2 separate regions of the Pan troglodytes genome follow, and region 1 is linked to region 2. A link is a contact called in public Hi-C data. All regions are on one chromosome and are shown on one strand. Each heading gives the region's core, a stretch centred on a gene start, on an enhancer-like site or on the middle of the called end of the contact. The rest is flanking DNA. Distances are from core to core; before and after follow the strand shown.

What was found. Hi-C and Micro-C count contacts between places; a contact is called where the count stands out from the background.
Region 1: a Hi-C map of stem cell-derived neural progenitor cells shows a contact between it and region 2, with 10 times the contacts expected there. The contact joins the promoter of GPC1 here to the enhancer-like site in region 2. A contact is called at or near these places in 5 of 7 Hi-C or Micro-C datasets (blood, induced pluripotent stem cells, a lymphoblastoid cell line and 1 more), 1 of 1 datasets of contacts at active chromatin or transcription factors (stem cell-derived excitatory neurons) and 1 of 1 other capture datasets (stem cell-derived neural stem cells).

What each region holds. Positions count from the first base shown.
Region 1 is chr13:142,700,968-142,705,657 of NHGRI_mPanTro3-v2.0_pri, reverse strand. GPC1 (glypican 1) reads right to left here and starts at 2,124. Exons shown (of 9, transcript XM_016950880.3): 1 at 1,652-2,124. The coding sequence starts at 1,817.
Region 2 is chr13:142,495,414-142,500,077 of NHGRI_mPanTro3-v2.0_pri, reverse strand. No RefSeq gene overlaps it. Among named protein-coding and RNA genes, the nearest start is that of OTOS, 90 kb to the right of the region's middle. Within about 2 kb of position 1,322, at least 5 of the 24 cell types and tissues checked have an H3K27ac peak or open chromatin away from gene starts, as enhancers often do. A contact at or near this core is called in induced pluripotent stem cells, stem cell-derived neural progenitor cells and stem cell-derived neural stem cells, where this site is marked.

The sequences.
Region 1 (4,690 bases), core at 875-3,374, 200 kb before region 2:
GGGCAGCCACTCAGCCACTCTGCTACCCTGGTGCCTGGGGAGGGATTCACCAGGAAGGCCAGGGATGCCTCTTTATGTGTGAGTAGAGGGGCAGAGAACGAACCCAACTGTGCCGAGGGCCTTGTGCTGCCTGGCATCCAGGTGTGCCCCCTACCTGGGACAGACAGAGCCCAGTGGGGTGCGGGAGGCAGCCTGGAAATGACAGGGTTGCCTCTGCAGAGGCACAGGAAGGCCTGTCCTGGGGACTTTGGAGGGGTCCTTGCAAGAACCTCAGGCTGGTGGGGAGGGCATCGGGAGATCCGCCAAGGGACTGTCTGCGGGTTCTGTTCCTTCTGGGGGGGGCGGTCAGGGGGCCCTTACAAGAACCTCAGGCTGGGGGCATCGGGAGATCCACCAAGGGCAAGGGGCTGTCTGTGGGTTCTGTTCCTCCTGGAGGGGCAGGGGTCCAGAGCCCGACTGCCTCCTCCCACCACTCCGCCCCCCGCGGCAAGGCATGGCCACAGACCCCCCTCACCCAGATGCACGGATCCTTCTTGCTCAGAATCCCCAGGACCATGGGCATTTCTGCGCTGAGTCCCCATCTGAGTAGCCCTCCACCGGCACTCCCACTCCCCTGGTTTCAGAGAAGCCCCCCAGAGCAGGAACCTAGTCTGTTTTGTTCTTGCCCACTGGGTCCCTGGCACGCGGTACAGACCGAGGTTGGTCCCCACACGTGGAAAGGTGAAGCTTGGGTTCCAAGAGTTCCTTAGCACACGGAGCCCACCGTTCCACCCACCCGTACACTTCTGTCCCCAAAGCTCCTCCGGGACCACAGGGAGGGAAGAGGCAGAGCCGCAGGCGGCTGCAGGGCTTAGGGGGCGCCAAGAGGGCCGCTGTTCTTACAAAGAAATGACACGGCCCCTGGGCGGGATCCAACGCGCCGACCACCTGCAGCTGGACTCGCGGCACGAGGCTGCCCAAGCGCCAGGCGGGGGCCGGCGCGTACAAGTTCTTCGACAGGAATCTCTGCGAGGCGGCGGCGTTCCGCCCGCGGATAAGTGCCCAGCTCCCTCCCCATACCTCCGCACTACCCCCCGAGGGGGTCAGCTTATAAAACCCACCTAGGCTGCCTTTGCTGGAGACCCTACGAGAATCCCCGGGCAGGACCGGAGACGCCTCCCAGAGAGGTCTGTACAGAGCAGAAGGGGTCCGCGGCCACCGTCAGCGGCGCCCCGAAAGCCCGGCCACGCCGAGCCCCACAGCGCCCCGACAGCCGGCCCCGGGGCTGGGACTCCCGGCCTGCAGGCGCGCTGGGCCGAGCGGCGGGCAGAAGACGCCCAGCTCCAGCCGTGGCCCGGGAGGAGCGCCCCGAGCCCGCAGCCCGGCGAGATCAGCTCCGCAGGGAAGAAGCCGGCGTGCGGGGGGCGGGGAGGGGTGGAGGACGACCGAGCGGAGCGGAGGAGACCCTGGCGAGGGAGTGCGGCGCGGGGCTTGGAGGCGAGGGCCGTGGGGTTGCAGAGGAGCCGCAGCGCAGGGAGCCACTCGGGGCCCGGGCGGCGGGGCGCAGGCGGCAGGATCCCGCGCCGGGGGCGAGTAGCCGCGTCGGGAAGACCAGGGTCCGGAACCCAAAGCCCGGCCAGGCCCGGGTTCCCGGCGCCGCACCCTCACTCACCCGAGATCTCCGCCTGGGGCACGTCGCTCAGGCTGAAGCCCTTGGCTCCGTAGATCTGGCGGACCTCGCCGCAGCTCCGGCTCTTGCTGGCCGGGTCCCCGCGGGCGCAGGCGACCAGCGCTGCGGCCGCACATAGCAGCCACCAGCCTCGGGCCCGGAGCTCCATGGCGGGGCCGGCGGCGCCCCCGGCCACCCGCCCGCGCCTCTCTCGGATCCTGGCCGGGTCCTGCGCAGTTCCCGCCCGCGAAGGGCAGAGCCAAGGTCCCGGCGCGCGCGGCTCGCGGTCCAGAGGCGGCGGCGGCGGCCGAGGAGGCGGAGACAACAAAAGCCGGCGGCGGCGGCGGCGCGGGGCGCGCGGGGTGCGAGGTCCGAACGCTCGCTCGGGCAGCCCAGAGCGCGGCGGGCTAGCGCAGTCCCGGCTCGGCGCCTCCCCCGCCGCCGGCCCGGCCCCTAGGCGGCCGCGGGAGACGAGAGGGGCGGGGCAGGGTGGGAGCGCAGGGGTGGGGGAGGGACTGGGAGCACCGGGCGGGGCGGGGCGCGGCGGGGCGCGGCGCGGGGGCGCGGGCCGGGGCGCACTGGGCGCTCCTCTGGCTCTTAGGGACCCAGAGGGCCCGCCTGGCCGCGCGACTCTATCGATCCCCGGCGGGAGGCGGCGAAGCCGGGCAGCGCGGGGCCGCGGCCGGGGTCCCCGAGGGCGGCCCCCAACGCCCAGCGCCCTGGGCGGTGGCACCACCTGTGGGGGCGGGAACGGGGGCGGAGGGTGCGCGAGGCAGGGCTTCCCCCGCCGGACGTGACATCACGCCTCCCGCGCCCCAATCAGGGGCTTCCCCGCCCCCAGCCGAAATCGGCATCCCGCTCCCCGCTCCCTCCCGCGCGCTCCGGCATCCTGCACCCTGGCAGCGCGCCCCGAGAACGCTCTCCCGGCGCCTCCGTACCCTCCGCCCGCCGGCCGCGCCTCGAGCCGCCGCCCCTCTCCCCGCCTGCACCCCGCAGCGGCTCCCTCCCCGCGCCCTTCCAGCCGTCTCGCGCTGGGCTCCGGCTCGCACCGGGGGCTTTTGTGGTGTGGGGGCTGCACGCAGGAAACTGGCCAAGAAACTCGACCTCACCTCTCCCAGTCCCAGGGAGCGGCAACAGATGGCTTAATTGTTGGACCTTGACAGCTGTTTTGGGGGGTGACCCTCCACGTTCTTTGGATGCTGGAGAAACCAAAGTGATGGGGCAGGGCCGGTCTACTGGTTTGGGCTGCTGGGTGGGGCCAGATGACCTCTGGAGAAGGGATAGGGTTGGAACCCGGCGACTAGTTAGGCCACTGGGGGAGGAGGGTGGAGTGGCCCGGAGCAGATGCCTCTTTGAAGAAGGCGGGAGGGCTGCCTGCACCTTGTCTGGTAGGAGGGCGCGTGGCTTTAGCTGCACATGGGGAGTTGGCCTGGATGGGGTCTGTAGGGAGGGGGCGAGGACTGCGATGTTGGTGTCTGGAGGGCTTCACTCCTTCCTTGGCTCCCAGACCCCCCACCCCGGCCCCCTGTTCTCCACATGGTAAGGCCTGGTGGTGAAGCCAGATGCCTGAGCTGCAGAATTGGGGGCAGGCATAGAGGTCAGCATCCTTGGCAGAGAACCTCAAGATGACCCCCATGTACAGCAAGGGTGTCCTGATTTCAGGGCCTGTGGCATCACCTGGAAGCTGCAGCGGGGTCTGTGGTGGGGGTGGTGGCAACATTCCCTACCCCTTCTGTGCCTGGGGCTCTCAGCCGCTGTGTGGGACTGGAGCAGGAAGGTGGGGTGCCCTCCCCCTGAGCTCTTGGGGTTTCCTGCCCTGCCTCCCAGAGAAGGTTGCTCCTTCACCCAGAGACACTGAATCATTGCTGGAGAGGGAGGCTTTGGGGACCCAATCCAAGTGTGCATTTCCCTGCCCTCCCCCACATACCCTCTGCTGCGTCACATTTTGTGACTCACAGACCCCTGTTCAGTACATGCTCCGGGCTTGCTCCTTCTTGCCTGGGCCTGGCGTGGCTGCCTGCACACCTTATCCAGCACGGTCAGGAGCCTGGGCCCACGATCCCGCTCTCTCTGTGTGGTCTCACGCACTGCGGGATCAGGCAGGGCTGCCTGGGCCTAGGAACCTGGACTTGAGGTTAGTTAACCTGGCCTGAGGCTCTATAGTTACCCCGTCACTGTCTACGCCTCCTCTTAATCTGACCAGATTGGGTTATTCCTCCGGGCAAGTCCTTCCTCCAGCCTAGTTCTGGGCCTCTGGATGGCAGTGTGGACAGCAGGGCTTAGAACGCAATGGTCGCAGCCTCTGCCTGGCCCTGGTGACCCCCGGGTGGCTTCATCTCCTAAGGAAGTCCTTACCACCATCGCAGGTCCTGGAATCATTCCCATTCCGCAGACCAGGAGACCTGTAGCCAGGACCTTCCCTGGAGAGGATGCATATGCCGCCGGGGGCATTGGAAGCAAAAGCCGGGTTTGCACCTGGGAGGAGCCGCAGGATCCTGAGCAGCTGCAGCTGCCTCTGCTTCCCTCCTGGCAATGCTGCACACGCCCACTGTCACCAGGGCAGGAGCCGCCAGGCTGCCCGTGCTAGTCGGGTGCAGGGTCCAGACTGGGACTCTGGGAGGATGGGCAAGGCTGATCAGCCCCCTCTTCCACCGCTGTCCCTGGGGCCGCTCCACACAGGACACATGGATGGGTTTGAGGACATAGTTGATGCCTCGAATCCCAGCCACCACAGTGACCCTTGTGGCTCTGACCAAGACCACCCCCTCCTGCTTTGGTGTCTGCCTGGCTAGACAGTGGGGGCACACGTATGCGACACAAAGAAGGAATGAATGAGCAAGTGAGGAAACACCTGAGAGTGGGCGTGTGGCGCAGCCTGGACCTGCTCTTCCACCGGTGCAGTGAGGGCAGAGGACACTTAGCATTGTCTGATGGGCTGAGGCAGGCAGTGCCTGTTGGGCCAGGGTGTGGGGGCCTCCCTTCCATGCCCCCATCTTCTGTGGAGGACCCCAGGTCCTGGAGGGCGTGTACTGCTGGCTTAGG
Region 2 (4,664 bases), core at 73-2,572:
CTACACTCTGCCCCAACCATGCCTGTGTGACCAAGGCACAGCCAGAAGTAGCTGGGCAGGTGCCACCCAGAGTGCTGTGGACACAGTCACCGCTGGGCAGGCGCCCCAGGGTGGGTCCTAACCTTAGCCAGCAAGTGGGTGCCACAGGCCCAGGGAGAGCAACGCGGGGACAGCCCTCGTGTCAAAAAACCTGGGATGGTGTAAGACTCCAAATTGGTGTCCTGTCTGAAGAATGTTCCGTTATTTCTCACAACCTGTTTCCTCCCTGGCCACTGAACAGAGGTTTACTTTCCTTTAGGACTTGATCTGTGACCACAGTGCCCCACTGTTAAGGCGACCAATGCAACTGCAGAAGGGTGCCCCTTCCCCCCCAGAAACATCAGGTGCGTCCCAGGTCCTGCGGCACCCCCCCGAAGAGGGAGGTGCTGTGGGCGGGGCTGCAGCCACGGAGTTGGAGGGGGGGACTGTGGGTGGGGCTGGAGGATTAGGGTGCTGTGGGCGGGGCCAGAGGAAAGAGGCACTGTGGATGGGGCGGGAGGGGCGAGGCACTGTGGGCAGGGCCGGAGGAGGGAGGTGCTGTGGGCGGGGCCTGAGGAGGTGCTGTAGGCGGGGTTGGAGGGGTAGATGCTGTGGGCAGGGTCGGAGGAGGGAGTGCTGTGGGAGAAGCTGGAGGGGGAGGCACTGTGGGTGGGCCGGAGTGGGGAGACACTGTGGGCGGGGTCAGAGGAGGGGGGTATTATGGGCAGGGCTGGAGGCGGGAGGTGCTGTGGGCGGGGTCTGAGGGGGAGGTGCTGTGGGTGGGGCTGGAGGGGGAGGTGTTGTGGGCAGGGCTGTGGGGAGGTGCTGTGAGCGGGGCTTGAGGGGGGAGCTGCAGCCGGGGAGGAGGGAGGTGCTGTGGGTGGGGTTGAAGTGGGGGAGGTGCTGTGGTCGGGGCCGGAGAAGGGAGGCGCCGTGGGCGGGGCTGGAGGTGGAGGTGCTGTGGGCGGGGCTGGACCAGAGAGGTGCTGTGGGCGGGGCTGGACCAGAGAGGTGCTGTGGGCGGGGCCGCAGCCAGGCTTATGCTTCCCTGCTGCAGGGGTGCGCTGATGGGATGGGGGCGTCTCACCCCAGGTGGGGGAGGCCTGAGCTCGCATCATCCGGCTGCAGACCCCTGGGTGCCCCCTTGTGCCAGGTCCGTCAGGGGCACAGGCCCGGCAGCACGCTGACTGGGCGCCGGGCGGGCCCGGCCGGCAGGGAGGGCTCCAGAGGCTGATCCTGCCTGTATTTTAAGGCCTGAGTTTCAGAGCGGCCTCCGGGCCCTTTGCTGAGCTCCAGCGCCCCCTGGTGTCGGCGAGGCGGGTGAGGGAGACGCGCCTTTGGGTCTCGGGCCTGCCCTCCAGCAGCCCACACACACCCCAGGACCTGGAGGCCTCCACCAGCCCCACCCTGGGGAGGACACTGAGAACCTGGAACAAGGTCTATTTGGGTCTGAAATACAGAAATGTAAGAACGCTGGAGAAGCTGGGGTCTCCTCCGGGAGAAGCCAGGCCTCGGGAGCCCGCTGCTGGGAGCCCTGGGGGCAGAGCCGGCCGAAGAGCCTTCCGCACAGACCCGTCCTTCCTAGGAGGCTGGGAGCTGGCATTTTGGCTTTGACTCAGAATTGCCCGCTGTGCCACGAGGGCTAAGTCCAGCCCAGCAGGGAGAGGGGTGCTGCCCAAAGAGAGGGACTGATGTGGTTCTCCTGGGCCTGCTGGTGTCGGATGCTCCTCCAGGGACGGTTCTCAAGGCCCAGGTGCATGTGGGGAAATCGGGCTGTCTGGAAGAAAGAGTGGAAGCCGCTCGCTAGAGACACGCCTCTGTGATTCTCCCAGAAAGTGTCCCGTCGGAGGCTCAGGACTTCCTAGTGAAGCAGCTAGGACAAGCTGGGCATATTGAAAGTCACGGGGACATAAACCTGCAGGCCTGGGTATGGCCATTGGGTATACGTTAAATTCTGTGGCACCCAGTCTAGTACAACGGCTTCCGTTTCAGGACAGACAAGGTCACCCTGTGGGACCACCCTTAGCTGGAGCACAAGTTCCCTTCGCAGCCTCCTGATGAGAAGTGATCTCTGAACAGAAGGTGCAGGACAGAGCTGCGGGCGTGCAGGGCCCTTCTCCCAGTCTGTTCCCGTCGATTCCCTGCTGCTCACACTCAAGGGTCTGCGCCCAGCCTGAAGGCGCTGCCTGCCGCGGTCCCTCCTGGTCATCTGTCTTTGTAGATTTGCAGAACAACATAGCCTCACCTGTGGGAGAGGCTTCCCAAGCTTCACCTTCACTCAGCACTGTTGCGCAGTCCCCAGGCAGGTGGCACCTGAGAGAGGGTTCTAGGCTTGGCCACTGGAGTGTCCCAAAGGTGGCTGGTTCCTGGCCCCAACAAACCCGACTCCCTGGGAGACAGATGAGTCCCTCCAGGGTGGTACTGTTGGTCTGTTTTGGTCAGTGACGTGCTCAGCTCCAGGGCCGTGCCTGGCACAGGGAAGGTGCGTCTTCAGTACTGGGTGATGTTGGATGAACGCCTGGTTCCCTTTTTCTTCAAACTGAGGTCTGCAACCCAGATGCCCTTGGCTACTTACTGACTGCTCCATCTGAGCAAGTGGCACAGTGCCACTCATCTGCATAGGTGGGCGGGGACTGGTGGGTCTCCTGCTGGCTGGACAGAATGTCTGGGAGGGGCTTTGAGCATCCTGACCACCTCTGCTCTCAATCAGGCTTGGAAGGCAGCGTGTAATTAGGTCACATGGAGCCTCCAAGGACCAGACACTGGGGAAACCATAGCTCTCTGTCTTGTGCTTTTCTGGGTGCCAAAGCCATTACCTCCTGCTTTTGGAGGTCCCGTTGCCAGTTGCCAGGGTGAGAGGCAGGATGGGTTCATGACTCATGGCATCGACATCCTCCAGCCTGTTAAATCTTTTTGTTGTTGTTGTTGTTGTTGTTTTTTGAGATGGAGTCTCGCTTTGTCGCCCAGGCTGGAGTGCGATGGCACGATCTCGGCTCACTGCAAGCTCCGCCTCCTGGGTTCATGCCATCCTCCTGCCTCAGCCTCCTGAGTAGCTGGGACTACAGGCACCTGCCACCAAGCCCGGCTAATTTTTTGTATTTTTAGTAGAGACGAGGTTTCATCATGTTAGCCAGGATGGTCTTGATCTCCTGACCTTGTGATCTGCCCACCTTGGCCTCCCAAAGTGCTGGGATTACAGGCGTGAGCCACCGCACCTGGCCCAGCCTGTTCAATCTTAATGCAGTTGGCAAACACCTGTTTTTAATTTCTGATTTTTTTTTTTAAGGGCCATTTCCCTGGAGTTCACTGTTAGGTATAATGTGGGGTGTTATGTTAAGGGATATTCATCATATTAAAACATAGTTTCTCTGCACCGTGAATTTTATTCTTCCAGTAAGTAGTAGGTGTCTATTTTTACTAAAAGCTTTTCCAGCGTCAGAGCCAGGGAGGTTTCCATGGCGGTCCAGCCAACCCAGCTGGGGCCAGTTCCTTTGGTGGACACCCCTGCCCTTCCCCCTGGTGGAAGATCTGCTGACCCCTTAGCCAGTCCCTGGACCCCCAGCAGAGCTGGGCCTACTGCTTGGCTTCCTTCCATGCAGCCCTGGATGTCCCAGGGATGCAGCTTCGGTGGAAAACACACTGCCTTCCCTGCAGTTCATCCCCTGCTCCTGCTATACCGAAGCCCGTTTTTCACTCCACAGAATTCAGAATGGGGAAGACCTTCCCTGCCCCCAGTCCCCTTCCCTTCTTCACTTCTTCACAGTTGAATGAAGCCAGCTGTTTCCTTGCAGCTAGGGCCATCTGCTAAGATACACTTCCCCCTCCAGTCTGTGTGTCACTTTCCCTCCTGAGACCCTGAGAGACACCCTGATGCTCCTAGTCTTCCTCTGTATCTGACTCCTCCTGTCATTCTGAGAGAGGGTGGTGCCCTCCCTGGGAACTCTCAGCACACCAGCTGGACCCCTCTGCTCCAGCAACACTCACTGTTCTGTCATTTCTGCTCTCCCTCCCTGGACCATCGCTGAGGCACCTCTCCCCTCTGCTGGGACCCCCAGCCTCGCTGTTCTCTGGCTGCGTCTTCTGACTGTTCCCTTCCACCATGGCTTTCTTGCAGCCCAGCCTCTTTCCCCATCGTCTTCACCACCCTTGCCAATTTTCCCCTCAAGTCCCCTGGGAACAGTCCATTCTTTATCATTCCAAATGTTTGTCTGGAAAAATATCTGACCCAACCATTGCAGTGGCATCCTGTTGTCATCCTTGCCATTAGCACTGGTACCTTTGAGACTGGTGACAAGCCACACTTCTACTGTCAGGTTGTCACAGGGCCCAGCCTCTCCACCTGCAGCTGCCACCGATACTTCCCACGTTGGCATCCAAGAAATGGGCAGGTGCAATATTCTGGAGAATCAATGTCCCATGCCTGCACCCTCACTGCTAAGGAGTTGAGGAAGCATACATTTCAGATAGAGATGGAAAGATAGAGAGGAAAAGCTAAAAGAGGGTTAGCGTGGGAGCTGAGCAGATGATTTACAGAGTATGACACATGCAGTTTCACAATCATGTGTCTAGGTGGGGTTTTAGTTTTCTATGTTCTGCTCTGGCTCTCTTGTGCTTCTTGAATCTGAGGATTCACGTTTATCAGTTCT